Linked DNA regions of Sus scrofa: all the other regions are linked to region 2. Evidence: chromatin contacts called from public HiChIP or PLAC-seq data. All regions are on one chromosome and are shown on one strand. The core of a region is the stretch at or near the end of the contact, and the rest is flanking DNA. Distances in the headings are between cores, read along the strand shown. Region 1 holds the start of SSBP2 (single-stranded DNA-binding protein 2). Region 2 overlaps LOC110259415 (a long non-coding RNA gene). Region 3 holds the start of ATG10 (autophagy related 10).

Evidence for each region. HiChIP or PLAC-seq counts read pairs in DNA pulled down with a chosen protein or histone mark.
Region 1: an H3K27ac HiChIP or PLAC-seq map of skeletal muscle shows a contact between it and region 2. The contact joins the promoter of SSBP2 here to the enhancer-like site in region 2. A contact is called at or near these places in 2 of 5 promoter capture datasets (fetal liver and liver), 23 of 47 Hi-C or Micro-C datasets (alveolar macrophages, brain, embryonic fibroblasts and 15 more) and 2 of 2 datasets of contacts at active chromatin or transcription factors (alveolar macrophages and skeletal muscle).
Region 3: a contact with region 2 is called in an H3K27ac HiChIP or PLAC-seq map of skeletal muscle. The contact joins the promoter of ATG10 here to the enhancer-like site in region 2. A contact is called at or near these places in 2 of 5 promoter capture datasets (fetal liver and liver), 9 of 47 Hi-C or Micro-C datasets (alveolar macrophages, embryonic fibroblasts, liver and 3 more) and 2 of 2 datasets of contacts at active chromatin or transcription factors (alveolar macrophages and skeletal muscle).

The regions. Positions count from the first base shown.
Region 1 is chr2:90,261,908-90,265,260 of Sscrofa11.1, forward strand. It overlaps SSBP2 (single-stranded DNA-binding protein 2), which reads right to left and starts at 1,383. Exons shown (of 16, transcript XM_021084508.1): 1 at 1,059-1,383. The coding sequence starts at 1,120.
Region 2 is chr2:90,350,506-90,353,819 of Sscrofa11.1, forward strand. It overlaps LOC110259415 (a long non-coding RNA gene), which reads left to right. Exons shown (of 3, transcript XR_002341792.1): 3 at 441-1,048. Among named protein-coding and RNA genes, the nearest start is that of ATG10, 85 kb to the right of the region's middle. Within about 2 kb of position 1,331, at least 71 of the 83 cell types and tissues checked have an H3K27ac peak or open chromatin away from gene starts, as enhancers often do. A contact at or near this core is called in alveolar macrophages, brain, embryonic fibroblasts and 10 more, where this site is marked.
Region 3 is chr2:90,435,058-90,438,334 of Sscrofa11.1, forward strand. ATG10 (autophagy related 10) reads left to right here and starts at 1,970. Exons shown (of 5, transcript NM_001190281.1): 1 at 1,970-1,998. It overlaps LOC110259416 (a long non-coding RNA gene), which reads right to left and starts at 1,657. Exons shown (of 4, transcript XR_002341795.1): 1 at 1,411-1,657.

The DNA.
Region 1 (3,353 bases), core at 133-2,632, 89 kb before region 2:
TCCCCTACCCGCGAGATCCCATTCGTACCACTGCCCCCTCCCCACCGCAGACAGCCCTCCTCCTGCTGGACGCCGCGGTTCCCACCGCTACCCCTCCGCGCGCCCTGCGACCCCCGCCCGGGCCGCCACGGCCCCCAGACCTTTGGGAGGCTGCAAGTCTCCAAAAAAAGTTCTCCAGCCGCAGCCGCCGCGGAGCTGGGTCGCCTGCGAGCGGCAAAAACGCCACCCAGCCCCAGCAGATCCCGCTTCTCGCCAGCACACTTTTCCTCCCCGGGAACTCGGTTCTTCTCAGACTCCCAAACTTCAGCTGCACCACCGGCGCCCCATGCCCCAGCTCGGTGAGGCGCCGGTGGCTGCGACTGCCGCGTTGCTCCGCGGGCCGGGGAAAATCCCGACGCCCACCCGGCCCACGCCCGCACACGCCCTCCTCGCCCCGCGCGCGTCTCCGCGCCCCGCGGGGCCCCGCTCGGCCGCTCCGCGCCCGGCTTCCGCCCGCCGCGCGCCCGGTACCTCCGCCCTGTCTTCGGCCGGCGCACCCGGGCCCGAGCCCCGGCGCCCGAGCCCCCGCCGCGGCGCCCCTCGCGGTGCCCGCCCCGACCCCCGCCGGCCCCTCCAAACACACATTCCATTCGCGCGCCCTTCTCCACGCACCTGCCCCCTCCCGCCGGCCCCGCGACCCCCAGTGGCTCTCCGTCCCCGCAGCCCCAGACCCTAGTTTTAAAGTTACTTTATGAGGAGGTGAACCCACGGGTTATTTCCCTCAATCACCCAAACAAGTTTCCATCCTCGCCACCAGCAGCGCCGCCGCCCCCCAATACACTCGCTCCCTCCCGACAGCAGCCCCCTACGGCCGCCCGCCCCACGAGAGCACCTCCTGGGAAACAGCCTCTCCCCTCATCGCATGCCCCCACCTCGCGTACCCCTCCCCCTGCCAGCCCACCCCCGGTTCTCCCCGGGCGGAGAGTGTCTGTGTGTCTGCGTGCCTCAGAGAGAGTGTACGAGTGCGTGTGTGTGCGCGCGTGTGAAGGCGGAGGTGGGTGAGAAGCGGAGACACTTACTTCTCCCGGGCCTGGCTGTCGGACGGGACGGCGCTGCTGTTACTCTTGCCTTTGCCGTACATGCTTGTGCCGAGAGCAGCTCCCACTGTCACGCACCTGTCAACCCATCACAGCCTCCCCGGGAACAGCCCCGTCCCCATGGCGACCCACGCAGCCACCCCCACTATTGGCCGCCCCACGCCAAGGCTCCGCCCCCTTCGCCCAGGCAACGCGCGAGACTGACAGGCCTCCCCCTCCCTTCGGCCTGCCGAAGCGCGCGGTGGCTGCCACAGCCTAAGCGGCAGTCTCCTCCCTCCTTCCCTCCCTCCCGGGTTCCCTCCCTCCTTCCCTCTCCGCTCTCCTCCCTCCACCCGCTCTTCTCCCCCCTCCCCCCTCCGAACCCCGGCGCAAGGGGGGAATTAGAAACTGCTCTAGAAGGATTTTAAACAACTGGCTGTTCTCTCCGTCGCCGCCCCTCCCCCCGCGCCGCCCGCGCTCGGCTCCTCACTGGAGAGAAGGCGCCGGGAGGAGGGGAAAGTGCGGCCTGGAGTCTCCGGCACTAGCCGGCGGAGCTGGAGCCGTGGCGGCCCCAGACTTCTGGGCGCCCGCTGAGCACACAGGCAGACCTACGACCCAACCGCCCCGGGGACCCCCAACCAGCCCCTTTCTCTCACTCCTCTCCTGTCTGTGACCCCCGCGCCGGAACCCAGGGGTGATCGCTGCCGCTCTCGGCCCCACTCCCCGGGTGTCGCCCCCGCCCTGCTCCCAGAGGGCTGGCTGGCGAGGGAGACACGCGCTCGACCTTCTGGCTGAGCCAGGGAGGGACTGCGCCTCCGGCCCTTGGCGCCGCTGGGGTGGCGTCGCCTGGCCCCTTGAGCCGCGCCCTGCATCCCAGGGGAGCACTCTGCCTCGGGCCTGCCTCCTCTCTTTAGAGATGAGCTTGCCTCCCAAAGATGGCCCTGTGATTCATGGGGCCTCGGTGGCCCCCATCCTGTCCCCCTAAGACCTGAGCCCCGCGGCGCACCATTCACCAGCTTCCCTGCCAGATGTGCTGCAGAGAAGGGCCCCAGGTGTGCCTGCTTTTCCAGCCTTGGTCACTGATGTCAACTTACCCTGACCTTTGGAATGGAAAGGGTCTTAGAAGCCTTTAAGGACCTCCCTGTCCTTGTCTATGAGAATAGGCCCCAGCCGTTCTTCAAGGTGTGCAAAGCTTTGCTAGAGCTAAAAGGCTGCCCGAATATTTCTGGATCCAAGCTCATAATCCCATTTTAGTAAATGCACAAAAGTTTATAAAACACACATAACCTGTTTCCCAACAGAACTCCATCCTTTATCTTGTGGAGATCCTTGGATGTAAAATCAGAGAGAGTGCAAATGGGGTTAAAAAGAAGAGATGGGCATCAAATGGGGAGTGACAGGGGAAGGGGGGGTGCAGGTGAGGGTCAGATGGGGGAAAACATCAGGAAAAGACGAATAGACATGGAACAGCTATGGGAGGAGAGAGGAAATAGGATTCAAATGAGGAAAGGCACCCTTCTATTCCTCACATTCACCTTAAAGCTTTTATAGTAGGATCATAAAAATGTATATGGAGATACAGAGATAGATGGAATGGAAAGAAATGGGCTTGTGTGGGTATTGACAGCAAGTGATAGGAATAAAACATCAACAGAAGGTTAAGGAAGGGCAGTTAGTAAAAATGAGACAGAAAATCACAAAAGGTTCTGGCAACCAAACATAAATCAAAAACAGAGAAATGAAGAGAAAAGGCCTGCTAGGGTTAAGGGAAATTAAAAAAATTAAGTAAAATGTAAAAAGATAGGTAAGAGTAACACAAACAGGATTAAATGAAGTATACACAGAATATGATAGCAAAAGAAGATGGCAAAAACATTAGAGGACTGATTGATGTAAGATGTAAGAAAAATAAACTTACCTTTATTGAAGGCACGAAAATTTAGCCAAGAGAAGAAGTAAAGATAAAGAAACTGAAAAAAAAAAAGTCACCTTGGCTTAAGTTGATTGATTTCCAAGAGAAGTAATTTGCCATTTCTTACTCAAAATTCTCTTCTCAGATGACCTACAGTGATTTGGTGGTGAGGACAGGGCATTCCCTGGGTCTGAAGAACTGAAAGGAGTAATAACCTCTCTCTTTTGATAAACTTTTGTTGAAAATGCTCAAACGTCTATGTCTGCCACTGTTCATAGACTTTACCTTCCAGGTTAGCCTTATGTAATTTGTTGTTCGATTATCTACTTCCATTGGCTTTAACCCAGAAAATTATTAGCATCTCAAGGCTCCATCACCCATAGAAC
Region 2 (3,314 bases), core at 81-2,580:
AAAAACAATTTGCCTAGGTCTAGGAAAGCCCTTATTCTGCATAATGACATGGAATTTGAAATGTGAATCAAACCTTGCAAAGGAATGCAACTCTTTTTTTCCCACTCCCCAAGGCCATTCTACCATTCTTAGAGGGGGACAGGTGGGTCAGAGGAAGGTTTAAAATTTTTGCCCCTTTACTAAAATTTGAAAAGTGTCAACCACCTCTCCTGCCATCCCTGCCCCCAATGCTCAAAGTGTTCAAAACTAAAAGATGCAGCATCTTTTCAGCGAGTAATCAGCACAAGTTGAAAGGCACATGCTGTTGCATTTCTGATCAGATTGTATGTTAAGCAGGAAAATATCCCCCCCTCTTTCCCCCACTTTTTTTTTTTTTTTTGGCTAAATGCTTGTCTGTTTAAAGAAGCCACTAGGCAGTGCCTCTCACTTTGTCTTGGCAGGGCACAACCATCAGACGAAGTGGGAGGAAGAAACATTAACTTCAACAGCTGTTTCTTGACCCCGGCTGTCAGTCTTCCCAAGAATAAATTTTGGAGAGTCCTATTTGAAACAAAGAGGGAGTTTTGGGGGAGAGAAAAGTTGGTTGGTTCCAGGGCGACCGCCCAAAGGAGCTGGGAACAAGATGTTGGCAGTTACCACGCAGCCTGCCTGCCTCTGCCGGGTGCAGAGATGGAGCAAAGTAACTTGAAAGCTCCCCTCTCGGCGCCCTGTGCCTGCAGCTTCCCCCCCTAACGCGCGCCCAGATCCAGCGCCGGTGGTAAGAGCCGTAGCTCGACTACAGTAATTCCCCAGCTCGGGCGGCTTGAAACTGCTCGGGCTGAATAGCATTTGCTGTTCCGTCCTGTGGCCGCCTCCCGCCGCCGCTGCCGCGCTCCCTGCAAAGCAGCTCTCATTATCCCGGAAGTTGTGCTGACACAGTCTCGCTGCCACCAGAAGTTTGTCAACATCAAACTTCTCCTGTGTGGGGTACGTTCACCTTCCACGAGTATTTAATCGAGCCAACAAGCAAACAAACAAACCCAAATAAACCTGCCCGTGATGTCATGGTCTTTTTTTTTTTTTTTTTTTTTTGCTTTTGCTTTCCTGGAAGGCTGGGGCTGTTAGGAATTTGCTGGTGGGCGCTCAGAGCGCCGGTAGGTTTCTGGGGAAGATAAGGGACAGCCCCCGGATGGGAAGCGGGGAAGGGACCGAGGAGGGCGTGGGGGATGTTGGTGTTAGGGGAAGGGGGCTGGGAGCCCGGGCCAGGGTCAGCGAATTTGTCCTGCAGCCTCTTGCCCACCGCTGGGTTGGAGGATGCACGGACCGGGGCGAAGGTTGTTTCTTTGCGGGCCCACCCCTCAGCAAAGATTACTTGGACGCCGTGGCTGGGCACTTAACGGCGGGAGGGGGGCGGGGGCTGTCTACACTCCCTCTGCGTTGTGAACTCCTGCTGGACAGTTCTACAAACACCTCTCGGGGGCTATCGGAATAAAGGGCATTAGGGTCATAAAATGTATTTGGAGGCTTCGACTGCAACATAAAAGAAATTCCTGCGATATGAGGGCAGGGGCGCACCACCTTTTCTGTCTCTGATGAGTCTGTTCAGATACCTTGATAAAACCATTTCGTCTAAACCGACTCCTTTCCCTGAGCCAAGTCTGCAGGTTCAGAGTTGCTGCTACCCAGCTTGGGTGTTTGTGGTTTCCAGTCGCTTCCCTGCTGAGATACTCTGGCTCTGCGGGGGGGCGGGGGAGGAGGGCGGAGGGAGGAGGAGGAAGAGGAGGATTCTGATTAACCCTTTCCATTCCGTAGTTTTATCTGGGCACCTTTAATCCTTCTCAAACTGGAGAGGACAAGGCCTGACTTGCTGAGTTGTGACGTAGGCATTCAGGATTTGGTGGCATTTGAGGGCCACAGGTTTTTGTGGAGGAGTTGGAACTCAGACGCTGATACTAACTTTTCTCTCTTGTTTGGGAGGCCACTTACTGCATTCAGACCCTGGAGATCAGAGAGAGAGGGTTGCAAGTATCCCCTGTGTAATGTCTGGTCAGATTTGGGCAGCTGAAAGGGTTCAGTGTCCCTAAAATGGGCAGCCCCAAATCTCTCTTGGACTGGAAATCCACTTGTGGATGCAGCAAATTTTTTTTCTATATTCTTCAAAAATAAGTTATAGAGTAAATAACTATCTCTGCAGAGAATATTGCCCATTATCCCACTATGTTATGGTGGGGAGGCTGATTTAATCCTTTTAGGGAGCCAGGTACAGGATTTACTCTTCTTGTTGGTAGGCTGTTATTAACTGTTTTTAGAAAAATTATAACTACAGTCATGAATCTTTGGTAACAAAAAGCAAGACACTTTCTCCTATTTTTCAAACTACCATAAACAGGAAAATTGTGCTAGTCCCAAGGGGCTAGCCTATCTTAAACACAAAATAAAACACAAAGCTAAAAATAAAATCTAAAGAAAATGTAACTGAGGTGTTTCTCTGGCACTGTAAGTTACTTTTGACAAATGCAAATCAAACGGATTCAAATATAGTTTAGAGCAGGCAGTCCTAAAAATAAATAAATAAATAAATAAATAAATAAATAAAAACACACAAAGAAGTGTGCTTTCCTGAAAGTTTAGTCATTCTCTACAGTGAATTTTCCTGTTGGCCATGCCTCAAAAATCTCCCTGAATTATTCAGACTTCTTTTCTTTGGGTGGTACTTTCATTTTTATTTATTTATTTTCTTATAACCCACAAAATACTACTCAACATTATTGTACCTCAGTGTGGACATGAATCAAGAAGGACATGTGGAGGATTCCATTTCCAACTCCACGTGCATGAATTTTTTGCCCTGGTTGTTAATCTGTCATGGTGTAAAAAGCCTGATTTACAAAGGCTGGTGGACTTTTGCAGAGCAAGGTTTTGTATGGTTTCTATGGCTGGGCTTATATACAAATAAAACTATTTTGCATTTCTGTCCACAATTTCCTAGTTGCACAAGGATAATTTTCAGTTTGCAGTTTCTAGTCCCTGAATGGGAGCGGCAAGCATGAGGAAACAATTTCTTTTTACAGTGATGTGAGCTCTATGCTCATCTGGATTTAGTTACTTCATAAGGTAAATATCACTAAATGTGTGCTGGACTCTTTGGGGATCTAAGGTAGTGGACGGGTGAAAATAGTCTACAGCGAAATGCTAAAGAATGTCAAACAACAGAATTCGTTTGCAGAGCTAATTGGGTCAACTATGGTACTCTTTAAAGTGGAAATTAATTCCAACATTTAAAAAAAGTATTTTCAGCTTACTTTTGGTTACATTTAGGTTATTTTAGTCACTAT
Region 3 (3,277 bases), core at 720-3,219, 85 kb after region 2:
CTGGCACAGTGTGTTAACGATCTGGCATTGCCACAGGTGCAGCTTAGCTCTCAAGTGCAGCTAGGATCTGATCCCTGGCCTGGAAACTCCATTTGCCTCCGGGCAGCAAAAAAAGAAAAATAAAAAGCAAAAACAATCTAAATGCAAAAAAAAAGTTAACATGGTGTGGTGTCGTCGATACATGAAAAGTGTCTTTAAATAACTGACTATAATGTAAAACAATGCATTCTATCTTTGTATTAAAGCTTTACGTTTTTAAGATAACACTCCCTGTGCTTTTCAAAAAAGTGAGTAATTTTAATTGGCAGCTTTCTGATTAATTTATACCCATAGTTGTGCAAACATATTAGGACATTCATCTTTATTAGCAGTATCTTCTTTTATTTATTTATTTATTGTCTTTTTTACCATTTCTTGGGCCGCTCCCACGGCATATGGAGGTTCCCAGGCTAGGGGTCGAATTGGAGCTGTAGCTACCGGCCTACACCAGAGCCACAGCAACGCGGGATCTGAGCCACGTCCGCAATCTACACCACAGCTCACAGCAACACCGGATCCTTAACCCACTGAGCAAGGCCAGGGATCGAACCTGCAACCTCATGGTTCCTAGTCAGATTCATTAACCACTGAGCCACGACGGGAACTCCCAGTTAGCAGTATCCTTTTTTAAATTGAGTTTTAAACTATTTCACCTGCAGTAAAATCTATTCTTTTTACAAGATTTGGCAAACAAAGATACAGAACAGTTCCATCATCTTCCCAAATTCCCTTTAGCCCCTTGTTAGTCATTCCCTTGCCGTGGTCACCACTGATCAGTGTTCTTTCACTTTTTAAGACCTTTTTATTTCGCAGTAATGATAGGCAAACAGGAAATTGCAAAAATAGTACAGAGTCCTGTGTACCCAATCACCTTTCTTCAACGGTGATATCTTACACAACCGTCGTGCAAGATCAAAACTATGCCCTGTATGTTTGAAGCAGGTTTTCCTTTCACTTCTTTGCCTGTGTTTACTCCTTTCTTTTCACACAAATTTAATTCCGTTGTGTTAAAAGGAGCAGATGCTTATTTTCCCTCAGATGTCTGCCGTTGCATTTTCAGTATTTCAGTTGGATTACCCTTGTTATTCCTACGCTTTTCTTGTCTTTCCTTTACCTTACCTTTCTCTCCAATTAATTCTGCTGCTAGATTTCCCTCCCCTTGCCCTGAGTTTGTGCCACAGACAGTACTACTGTCAATTTACGAATCCCTAACTTCCATCTCGGTCCTTAAGTTTTAAAAGGGGTCGTGCTTGTGCTTAATGTGTTTACAGTAGTTTTGCAGTGTGCGTTGTGAGAGCCGGCACGGTTCTCCAACCTCTCAGGAAGATTCTAGGGGCACGGAATTGTTCAGTTCCGTTGTTTTTGCCCTACCTTTCTCCACTGGTCATCCTTTTATTTTCCAGACATTTGGCTGTTCGTTGGAGGGGCGTGTGCAGAGGCTCTTGAAGCCGCCAGCACCGCCCTCCCCCAGACTTCAGCTACCTGCCCGCACCTCTCTTCACGAGCCGTCTTTGTGCTGTGCCGAGGAAACAGTCGCCGCCTGGCCCTTGGGTCCGCAAACTGCTGGGCGGGGCCTCGGGGGAGGCCGTCGCATACTTCAGGGAGGTCACGCCCCCTGGCCCCTGCCCAATGCACGCAGCTCACGACGTCAGCCGCCCGCGCGAGCTGTGTTTCAGGGTGCGCGGGATGTGCATTGCGCATGCTCTGAGTGGGTCGCCTTCGGTGATGGCGGCTAAGGGACGTGTAGGACCTGTTAGTGGTGGGCGTCCCAGCTGCTGGCTCTGCTCTTCTACCTCCGTCCTTTTGACCCCCCCAGGCCCATTACTCTTTTTTCTGGGACCGCTGACTGGGCCGTACCTCGCACAGCGTCAGGTCCTTCTCCCCGGTTCCCCTCCCCCAGCCCCGTCGCTCCGCCCCCGCTGGGCTGGGCGACCGGGGTCAGGGGCCGAGTGGAGCGGGGTGAGTATTTCCACAGGCTTTTGCTGCTCGCCTGTTCCCGGCTCTGTTTCCCTCACGGTCCTAACCCCATTCCTAGGATAGAGAGGAAAGACGGGTACGGGTGGGCGGGAAACAATCCAACTCTGAACAAAAGACCGAGGAAGCGGGGCTTCGGTCAGTGAAATGAAGGCCGGGTCGCGCTGGAGTTGCGGCGTGGGGGCGAGCCGCTAGTGCTGGTGTGACAGCGCTCCTGGGCAGCTATGGTCACCTTACCCTGACTTAGGTAGTTACAGTACTGTGTTTGAATCCTGTACCGGGATAGAGAGTTTTTGCCTCGAAACCTTGAAAGTGTATTAAGTTTCTGGCGATTCCAATGGTCAAGTCCCACTTAATTTGAAGTTTTAGGTTTATTAAGTAGCAGGAGTTTTTAATTCCAAATAACCTATCTACTCATAGTATCAGAAATCATGAAAGAGGGGGAAAGGGGGGCAGTTAACTTATTTATGAAAACAAACTTTTGTGATGAAAAGTTTTCACCATTGTGAAAATTATAAACATCTCATCTCTGAAAATGCAAAAGGATAGCTACATGTTGTTTCAAAGTCAAAATAGAGCCTTGTCTAACAGGCTTGCCTGAATCAAGTAATTATTAGAAGACTATACTTTTGCCTGACAGTATTGAGTAGGGCCCAGGCTTTGCAGTTACATTTTTCTGTCTAATGGAGATGCAATTTCTGACTGGGAGAAAAAAAAAATACTACTGAAGGTTGTAGTTTTATTACTCTATTTCCAAGATTTTTATAATTTTTACCATTCATCTTGCTCCTTCATTATGAGTTCAGTAAATTCTTGCCACAGGCTCACTTTGTATGAATCATGTTTATAGCTTTTCAAAAACTGTACTTGCCAATGACCTCCAGTCTTTAGTGGCAAAACCTCAGTTTATACTTTTCAGAATTGGAAAACATAGGCAGGCCCTTTGTAGTACTCAGTTACGTTATTAGGATCCCACATAGAAACCTTCCTTCTTGCTTTTGAAGGGTCAAATGTGGACAGGAAGAGACTTTTACAAAGTGAAAACTTGGCCAAAAAAATAAATGTTGAGTACTGAGAAATGCAAATTAGAGTCTTGCTATTACAAGGTTTGAAAATTGTTGGTAATTTAATTGAAACTAGTAGAAACAATTTTCCCTAGTTTTAAACTGGATTCACTGGGTATAGAATGTTAGAAGATAATGCTTTCAAGTTTCTGAGAAAGATAAGCAACGCCTTAGGAAAAACAAATAGGGTAAAGTTTATA